3 separate regions of the Mus musculus genome follow, and regions 1 and 3 are each linked to region 2. A link is a contact called in public Hi-C data. All regions are on one chromosome and are shown on one strand. The core of a region is the stretch at or near the end of the contact, and the rest is flanking DNA. Distances in the headings are between cores, read along the strand shown.

Evidence for each region. Hi-C and Micro-C count contacts between places; a contact is called where the count stands out from the background.
Region 1: a Hi-C map of the N1E-115 cell line shows a contact between it and region 2, with 2.4 times the contacts expected there. The contact joins two enhancer-like sites.
Region 3: a contact with region 2 is called in a Hi-C map of uterus, with 6 times the contacts expected there. The contact joins two enhancer-like sites. A contact is called at or near these places in 2 of 484 Hi-C or Micro-C datasets (pancreatic cancer cells and uterus).

The regions. Positions count from the first base shown.
Region 1 is chr6:140,465,030-140,468,018 of GRCm38.p6, forward strand. The region is part of intron 3 of Plekha5 (pleckstrin homology domain containing, family A member 5); the gene reads left to right. Among named protein-coding and RNA genes, the nearest start is that of Plekha5, 42 kb to the left of the region's middle. Within about 2 kb of position 1,457, at least 76 of the 459 cell types and tissues checked have an H3K27ac peak or open chromatin away from gene starts, as enhancers often do. A contact at or near this core is called in the N1E-115 cell line, where this site is marked.
Region 2 is chr6:140,146,349-140,149,758 of GRCm38.p6, forward strand. No RefSeq gene overlaps it. Among named protein-coding and RNA genes, the nearest start is that of Gm30056, 47 kb to the left of the region's middle. Within about 2 kb of position 1,558, at least 46 of the 459 cell types and tissues checked have an H3K27ac peak or open chromatin away from gene starts, as enhancers often do. A contact at or near this core is called in the N1E-115 cell line, pancreatic cancer cells and uterus, where this site is marked.
Region 3 is chr6:140,507,485-140,510,469 of GRCm38.p6, forward strand. All of the region lies in intron 3 of Plekha5 (pleckstrin homology domain containing, family A member 5), which reads left to right. Among named protein-coding and RNA genes, the nearest start is that of Plekha5, 85 kb to the left of the region's middle. Within about 2 kb of position 1,492, at least 67 of the 459 cell types and tissues checked have an H3K27ac peak or open chromatin away from gene starts, as enhancers often do. A contact at or near this core is called in pancreatic cancer cells and uterus, where this site is marked.

The DNA of each region.
Region 1 (2,989 bases), core at 207-2,706, 320 kb after region 2:
GAAGAGTAGGCCTGCTGTAGCCTCAAGTGAGATGTGTGACTCCCAGTGATCCGCCCGACCATGTACACAGCACCATGCATTGTCTGCTGAGAGGCCCAGTGCATTCTCAGCCATCACAAATCAGATATTTAATTTTTAAGTGTTAGAAATGTAAATTTTTCACCTTTCATTCCCATAAACAGAACCTACAGTTGCTATAGCAGCGATTTTTTTTTCCCCACCTACATGAAATTTGAGTTTGAGACAATTATTTTCTCACAGATTTTCAAAGTGTAAAATGAATACACATAGCCATTGCAGCTCAGGAATAATTCCTCAGATGCAAAGTGATTTGTTCTCCATGAGTGAAGCCTGAAAACTCACCCACAGTCCAGTTTGACAGAAGGAGACTTCATGGCGATACAGGGACTGAAGAGCACAAGTGTAGAGAGGCCCAGCCTTCGTCCAGCACCAGAAGAGAAGCATTGGCTCTCAGGGACCAGCTATTCATTAGCTGGTTAGTTGGTCTCTGTTGACTACTTAGAGAACGATTATCATTCGGTGGCCCTAAGGAAGAAGCTTTGCACTTAACTTTTGGTGGTGTTTGATAATGTCGTCTTTTGAAAGCACTCAGCAGTCACTGAGCCCGAACTCTGCCATGCCTCCGTTGTTGCCTCCATGGTACATTTCAGTTGGCAGTGGGGAACAATCAGACCTGTGCCAAATGGTGCTAGTGTGCTTTCATCCATTGTAACTTGCAGGTGCATGTTTAACTCAGAAAGTAATAATTAGTGACTTCTCAGAAAGTATGGATTTTGCCTTTGCTGTGGTGGGCGTTTGTTCCATCATCAATGCCTCTGACTCGAGCAGTGCCCATCATCAGCTTATGTGTGACTAATGGCAGGCCTGCCTTGATGGGCCGACTGTGGGGATGCAAGCTTTGCAAACCAGCAGAACCTTCCTTACAGCAACTCAGGTTGTGACGTGCTTTGTGTGACGTGGTGTGTCATGGTTGGGTTTTAAAAATTGTGAACACTCACCTTCAACCCTAAGAGCTGTCTACTGCCCAAGTTACCATCTCATCGTGTGCTGTGTGCCTTTTAGGAAAGTGTGGGGAGGGTGCTGCTGGCACTCCACGGGCTTGGGATGGAGTGTGCACAGAAAGATGGGTGTGGCTCCTATCTCTGTGTTACACTTTGTTCACAATTCATTGTTCTCTGGTTAAATACAACAGAAAAAGCTGAAACCAGAGATGTGTCCTGTCATTGAGTTAAATACAGGTATATTCAGGGATTATTGAGCCCTGGCCAGGTCAAGAAAGAAACTCAGTACCTAATACACAGCTGGAGAGCGGGGCCCTGTGAAGTGCAGCCTGGCCTTGGTTTCCATAGTGAAACAATAAAAATGTGCTGTGTCATAAAACACAGAACAGTAACAAGCACCTTTGGAGGACTCAGTGGCTTTCGTGGGTGACGTCGCTCTCTCCTGGTCATGAAGTGGAAGGGCTGAGGCTGCACTCTGCCTTCCTTCCTCTCCGGCTCACTGGGTGTTGGTTTCCTCACCCCTGTGACAGAATTCTAGGTAAAATATCAGTGTATTGCTTTCTTTAAAAGGAAAGTAAATGTAGTTACTTATTAATAGGGAGTGGCAACTTTATATATGTTCTATGTTAGTCACATTTATTGAACTCTAGAAGTCTACGAGATTATTGGTTCACTCTGCTTGGGAACAAGAAACCAAATACTTAGAATAAAGAAGAGGGGAATCTTACATTTGTAATATTTTAATTACAGGCAGAGTTGCCTCTCAGAAATCTGATGACTCACACATGATTACATTACATTTTAAAACAAGACATTTAGTTCTTTTGCACTGAGAAATCTGTTTCACAGGTTGATTTTTTTTTTATATGAAGATAGTTATTTTATACAAGTGCAGTCACTCCCAAATGCTTTTTTTATTCTTCTAGTCTATGCTTTAGTGGGGGAGCCCCCATGTAGCCTACCAATTATATAAATCGCGTATGTTACACTCATAAGAGAAGGCAAGTGAGGCACCATATGACCTCAGTCTCCTGAACTTAGCACATGACTAAGCACTGTAAAGGAACCTGAGAAACAGCTGAAGTAAAGAACCGAGGACGGGTTAATTATAAATGCGTGGTGACAGATTTTCCCTCTGGCCTCTGGCGCAGAGGTGGGATTGTTACACTACTTATAGGCAAGTTAATGTCAAGGCAGTTGACATTTAGCCTCTTATTTATAAGAACTCAATATGGACAGCTCATTTTCATGAAAGTTAAATACAGAGAAAAAATGTGGAATGGATAGAATGAAACAAAAATATAATGAAATGTGTCATTAGTTGATTTGAGACCCATACATACACAGTGGAGGTTATATACCTTGCTCTTACACCTGGTTGTACACACAGTGGAAGTTATGTCACTTGTTCTTCTATCGTTCAGTGATCCAGTGATGTTTGAAAGTGTGCAGTCTCTGAGGTCATCAGGAAATCTCAACTATTAGCTTGGAGAGTCACTGTGTGTGCTGGACAAGTGCAGAAGGGCTTAGCTGTTGAACATAGACTTGAAATCACTGTTAGATGGAAGTTAGTACTTTGAAAGACTAGGCCGTTCAACTGTAATCACAGGCATTTTCATTCTCCAATTACTTCGTAGGTTTGTGGAGAGACTCTTGCTTCTTTCACAGGGGCTCACTCTTGGGGCTGAGGCATGGAAAGTCTGGGGTTCTTCATATACAATAGTAAGACTGTGAGGCTTGGTTTGTGGAGTGATTGTGAAATGAGTTTTACATTGGCAGCAAGCAGCTAGGGAGGGACTCTTGTTATATACTCAAGAGTAAAAGTAAGAAGACCTTGGCTTGCTTGGTTGTCCATCCGTCTGTCCATCCATCAGTTCTTACTGAGTCAGCCTTTGGTTTTCCGGGCTGGCTCTGCCTTGACCGTGACTGTTTCCATGCTTCAGCTGTCTCTGCTCTCAGCGCTGGCA
Region 2 (3,410 bases), core at 308-2,807:
ATTTCCCCTCCACTCTTAATTATTTTACTTTAAATGTAGATCTTGAATGGCTGGAGCTGTAACTCAGTTACTAGAGCGTTGTCGAATGTGCACAAGTATAAAATAAATTACATAGTCTAGCTGACCTGTATAAAAGACACACAATCCAAGTATTTTATTTACAAACTGTAAGCCTAGATTGGGCAGGTGTGGAGCTATTCTAACATGCATCCCAGTCATATGTCCCTTGTCACTTGCTGTTCCTCCTGGTCACATGCTCATGGTCCATCTCCTCTCATGGCTTCCTCCTCCTCTCTTGGTCTCCTCCCTTCTCTTATTCTCTCCTGAGACCTCCTCACTCAGTCCTCAACACCCGCCTTTCTCTCCCTACGGTTCAGTCACAGGCTCTAGCTTTTAATTAACCAATTAACTTTCAACTGGAGAGCAGGGTTTCCATAGCACCACTTTGCGAACCTGAGGATCTCTTCCTGGTGGGCACCCAGATTCTAGAGGCCAGTATTTAGCATTTGAATACATAGCATCACCAAGCCAATCCCCAACACACAAGGTCTTGGGTTTGATGCCTAGCACGGCATAAAGCAATGGGGATGGTACACACCTGTACTCTTCATTCTGAGGAGGTGGAGGCAGGAGAATCGGGAATTAAACTCAGTCTCAACTATACAGCAAAAACAAAGCCAGTCTGGGCACATAAAACTTTCTTTCAATAGGTAGGTAGGTAAGTAGGTAAATGATAGAGAAAGACAGACAGACAGACAGACAGACAGACAGACAGACAGAGAGAGAGAGAGAGAGAGAGAGAGAGAGAGTTTAAGGTTAGCATTGGCAACATAATGAGTTCCCAGACTTGGTTACAAAAAAAAATGAGACACTGTCTCAAAATAAAAAATCAAGGTTTTCTCTCCTTTCAAAGTCCATTTCCTTTCACTTTCTACGGACCACAAAATCATTTAGTGTTTTATAAGGCTGAAGGATCAATTGATTCAGTGAGATTTTTAGGACTAAGGTACATCCTATAAAGAGATAATGACTCCACTAGAAGGTCATGACAACTAGCTTTTAAATACACAGGCAAGCTACCTCTTCTACATGCAACTAAGATTTTATGGTGACTTTGCAGGTCAAAACATGTTCGGATTCAAATCATGTCGGCCCAGTTCAAACCTTATTAAAGCTTATACCAAGCAAGCTATTTTCCCAGCCTCTGCTGGGGGATAATGACAGCTGCTGCACAGGCCTGTGCAGAAGTTACATGAGTTACATGGTAAAGGCTCTGAGCTGGTCCCTAATAAGGATGGAAACATTGGCACACTTTGGCTGCACTTGTGTATGAACATATCTACAAGCCCTCCACCTGCCTTGTAGGATGTCCTCCAAGAAACCACTACCCCAACACTTATTTTCCCCTTTGTCTCTTTCCACCAGCCACTTCCTTTGTTGGTAACACTTGGACCTTATATATAAACAGATATCCTGTTATTAATTATGACTAGGTTCAGCCCAGTGCAGCTAAATTAGTTCCATAAGGTCAAGCTGGTGCCAGAATGAGTCATCAACACAGAGAGCCGCTCCCTCCTCCCGCAGGCTTGGTTCTGCAGCGGCCTTGGCTACCTTCTGGTCTCAGAGGTCAGAGTCACCGAGGAGTGACAAAGACCTCGAATGTCTTCTTGCTTCTGCTCCTCTAGTCTCTCAGAAATGAACAAGCTGGCATTTACCCGGGAACAGTCAGGTCACATTAGGACAATGAAAATGTCACCTTGATTTCTCTCACTGATTCTACTACTCAAACCTGCTTCTCTTCTGTGAGGTTCCCTGTTTCTCTCTCTTCCCCTCTCAATTATCCTCTTTAAAATGCGTCTCCTCTCCAGCTGGCATCCCTCAGCCCCAACACACCATCATCCCCACCCTCTCACGAGTCTCCTCCTCATCCCCTCCTCCCACCTAATGCATTCAAAATTAATGATAATGACATCCACAACAATAATAAGCAGTTGCCTGCTGGATACACAGCAGGGACACAGAGTTCTCCCCCAGAGTGATTGCAGGTGGTTTCCTGAGACCCACAAGCCTGGTGGCTGAATGGTTGAACCACAGAGAGGCATGTGGGAGAACGTGGGTGGTTCCCAGTAAGACTCCCACCAGAGCCATTTTGCTGCCAGTCCTTCTGACAAAGAAATGTCTGATACAGTCGAGTGCATCGTGCCTCGCAAGGTTTGTGTGCCTATGTGCTCAGTGCCTCACAATATGGTTTCCAAAGGAAACTCTCAAACGCGGTCTGTGGGAGAGATGAGAAGGAAATTAATGAGTCCCACTTGGTGTTTTCACTAAAATCGCTGACAGTCTCTGGATTTTGTGTCTGGCCAGATCTTGTTATAAGAAGAAGTAAAGCAGGTTTGTGCTTTTCTGACCAGTGTCATAATCCACCTGTTAAAAATTACCCTGGAATGCCTAGTGAAGCCTCTATTCACTAGGCAACGTGAACGCCATAGATATCCAGTGTAGTTAACTCAAGAGTGTTAGGTCTTACCCTCATGTGCCTGTGTGTGCATGCATGCGTGCACACGTGTGGGGGTATGGGAGGGTAGGTGAGTGTTAAGTTTTTATATTTATTTTTAAAGGATAGGTGTTTTGTCTGCATGCATGTCTTTCCATCACATGTATTACCGGTGCCCAGGAAGGCCAGAAGAGGGCATCGGATCCCAGGGGTCTGGAGTTACAGACAGTTGTGAGCCGCCATATGCTTGCTGGGCATTGAGCCCCGAACCTTCGGAGGAACCACCAGTGCTCTCAACCTCTAAGCCATCTCTCTAGCCCTAGCTCTTACCTTTCTATAATGAGAAGTTTGAAAACAGACGCAGAGGCATGGGTATCCCAAACTCTCTACTTAACTCTGCCTGTGAGTTCGGCTTTACACTTCTAATTTTTATTTACTTACTATTTTCCTGTTTAAGGATTTTTTTGATGTTCTCAATGAAATGTATGTGTTTTAAGATACTCAAATCCTTTGAGAAATAAAACAAATTTTCGAAGAAACAAATGAAGCCATAAACTCTGCCTCTACACAGATACCCAGTCCATGAATCTTGATCTATAATGTGAGTTTTAGCTCAGAGAATATTTTCATTTTGTCACCTCATTTACAGATTGACTTCATGAAAGCATTTTATTAAAATGTCATCAAAAGAATGGGTGAGATGGTTGGTAAAGTAGCTTGTTGCCAAGCCTCACAGTCTGAACTCGGAGGAGAAAGAAGTCCTCTGACTTTCATATGCGCTCTGTGGAAAGTGATGCTGTCCAGCCCCACCACCACATGCACACCGAAGGAAATAACAGGTGGTTGATAGATAGATAGATAGGTAGATAGATAGATAGATAGATAGATAGATAGATAGATAGATAGATGATAGAAG
Region 3 (2,985 bases), core at 242-2,741, 360 kb after region 2:
AGAAAGGATTGGAAGAAGAAAGAGAATTCTTAAAGCCTTAAGTCAGAGTCTTACTAACTGGCCTTAGGAAAAAAGGTCACCTTGCTCATTAATGACCTGAGAACTGGATAGTCTCAAATTCAGAGCTTCTGGATTCTCTTAGTTAGCAAGTATGTTCTAGTAGCTTCCACTCCCTACAGAGGACGAGTCTAGTGGTATGAGGGGCTTTCTCATTATAATTGGTTTCTTCCTAAGCAGGTGTTTATGGACTGACTGGATTCTTACATCTCTTCCAAGTACTTATTCCAGACGTCTGCTGCTTTGTGAGGTTTTATCTCTAAAAGAACAGCAACCTGAAACAATGGAAACTCACCCCCACACCCATTCTTGATTTTTTTTTTTTTAAACACAGTTTCCACCTCCTGGGAGTTGAGCTCACAGGCATGGACCACAAGGTCAAGCGCATTCTACTATTTCCACATCAGAAAGATTTGTATTAAATGACTAAGGGGGTGAAATCCTTAACTAACCAATGAGACACCTTACACTTACTGTCTTACCGTAGTGTTAGGTACTGGGAGGAAATACTAGAAACAGGGCTCCTTTCCCATTACAAGAGCTTCTATATTGAATATTAATTATGAATAAATTGGCCCCAGATGATGGATGGGATCGGGTTTCAGATTGAGGTATTTGGAAATAAATCTCTTGCAGAGTGAATGTTGCGAATCCAGATAGATCAAGTAAGTCAAGGGCAGGGGTAGCATTTTCAAGATTACAATCCACTGAGAAGTGAAATCGTAAGTATGTAAGGACTCAAAACTGACAGTGTGGCCGCTGGGCTGTCGGGTGTCTCACAGGCGTGCCTTGTGCTTGAGTGAAACACGGGTGCTGGTGTAAGTTCTTATGAGACCCCTGCTGAACTCTAGTTTTTGGTTGTAGATCGTATCCTGTTTGTCGTCTGTCTGTCCATTTGATACATATTGTGTTTTGGCTGGACGTGTGTAGTATCTTTTTACCGTTTATGTGCCTGGTACCCACAGTGACCAGAAGCGGTTCGGTCCTCTGACTCTGTGGTTACAGATGGTTGTGCCATGTGAGTGGTGGGACTCAAACCCTGCTCCTCTGCTAGGGCAGCATGTGAGCCTAACCACTGCCAAGTGGAACCTTTCGCTGTGGTTTTTAGAAATGCTTTGTTTTCGTTTGTATATGTACACCCACTTTGGAGAGTTGGTTCTCTCCTCCCATCGGCCTCAGGGACTGCATTCATGTCATGAGGCCAAAATGGCAATGACTTTTACCACCTGAGCCCTCACTGGCCTTCTCTTCTGTCTTCATGAGGCGCGGCTCCTGCGGTAGACTTTAGAGATACGTGAAAAGAAAATTGGGATTAGTTGAGGTTTAGGACTCCCCACGGATTTGAAGTTGATTGGCTTCAGCAGTGTAGTGGGCTGTCTGTCTCCACAGCTTTTCTTGGCTTTCTCCTGACCATGTGATCAGTGCAGGCCTGAGACCTGCTGGGCAGAATTGTACAAGGCACATGAGAATTGCCTTATTGTTAGTCATCTTTCTGTAAGTAAATAGTTTGTCTGCTAGTGGGTAGTGTGTGTGTGTGTGTGTGTGTGTGTGTGTGTGTGTGTGAGAAGTTTAGACTTTTTGCTGACGTGTGTGCTCCGAGCATAGCTACCCCTAATGGATTTCATCTTGAAATAGTCGGATGGCCTTCGTTTTGTTAAGCAGTTTCCACATATCCCCCAGGCCATTAGCCATTTCCTCCTCTGGGCTCTCAAACCAGGTTATGTTTTAATGATTTGTTTACAGCCCGCTTTCTCCTATTAAGCTGTCAGTTGGGCCTGTGGTGACCTTGAAAGAGGGACTTTATCTTACTCTCCCCTTTGTTCCCGTGGCTGACCACACTGTAAACAGTGAGTAAGCCGTCTTCGTCTTCGTTGTTGCGAGGGCAAGAGACTTCACAAGCGCCATAATGTCATAAACCAAGTGCTAGGCTGCCTTGTCCCTTCTTCCTCTCCCCAGGTGGAGACTCTTGGAGCAGATCTCTTGTTTCATTTCATTGTTTCTTGGAGCAGTGCGTTGTGGAGCCCCTGGACCACTGTGTGATGCTGCAAACGCTGAGCTAGGTTTTTGTCTGATTTTGAAAGTCCTGCTTTACTACGGGATCACATGTAACCCAGGTGCATGAGAGGAATGGCAACGTTGCTTTTTAGTACATTATTTTGTTCATCTGCGTAGCTGATGTTTTTGTTGTTGTTGTTTGTTTCCAGGTTTATAGTTGTTTGATTGTTTCCTTAAAACAGGATAGGATGTCATGGTTTTTGTTTTTTGTTTTTTTTTAACACTGTAGCTGTCCTCAGACACTCCAGAAGAGGGCATCAGATTTCATTATGGATGGTTGTGAGCCACCATGTGGTTGCTGGGATTTGAACTCCTGACCTGTGGAAGAGCAGTTAGCGCTCTTAACCAGGCCGTCTCACCAGCCCGGATGTCATGGTTTTAATGTTCATATACTTGAGCCCAGGTCACTAAGTGTTGTTATTATTTTGGAAAGCCCTGGAAGCTTTACAAGGTTGGCCCTCGAAGGCTCCTTGGCCCCTGGTCCCTGTGTGTTGTTTCCTCCGCTTCCTGCTCTTCTATGGTGTGCTCGCTCAGCCTCTAACACTCCGTGGTCCTTCCTCCATGAGGCGAGCTGCTTGGGCATGGTGTCCCTGACATGATGCAATGCAGATAACTGAGAATAAAGCAGTCCTCCTGTAAGTTAGTTCTGTCAGATAGTATGTCTAAGCCATGCAAAAATAACTAATAGAAAAAATTGGTACCAGGGGAGTAAGGTCACTGTAACTAAACCTAACAACATGATTATTAGGTTTTGAAAACTGATGTATAAGAAGAATGTGAAAGAGTTTGAAGGCAGACTAGAGCACCCCTCCTACAGTTCGTTAAGCAAAGCTAAGTGGACCATTCTGGTAGGAGTTTAGAAAGCTAGAACCT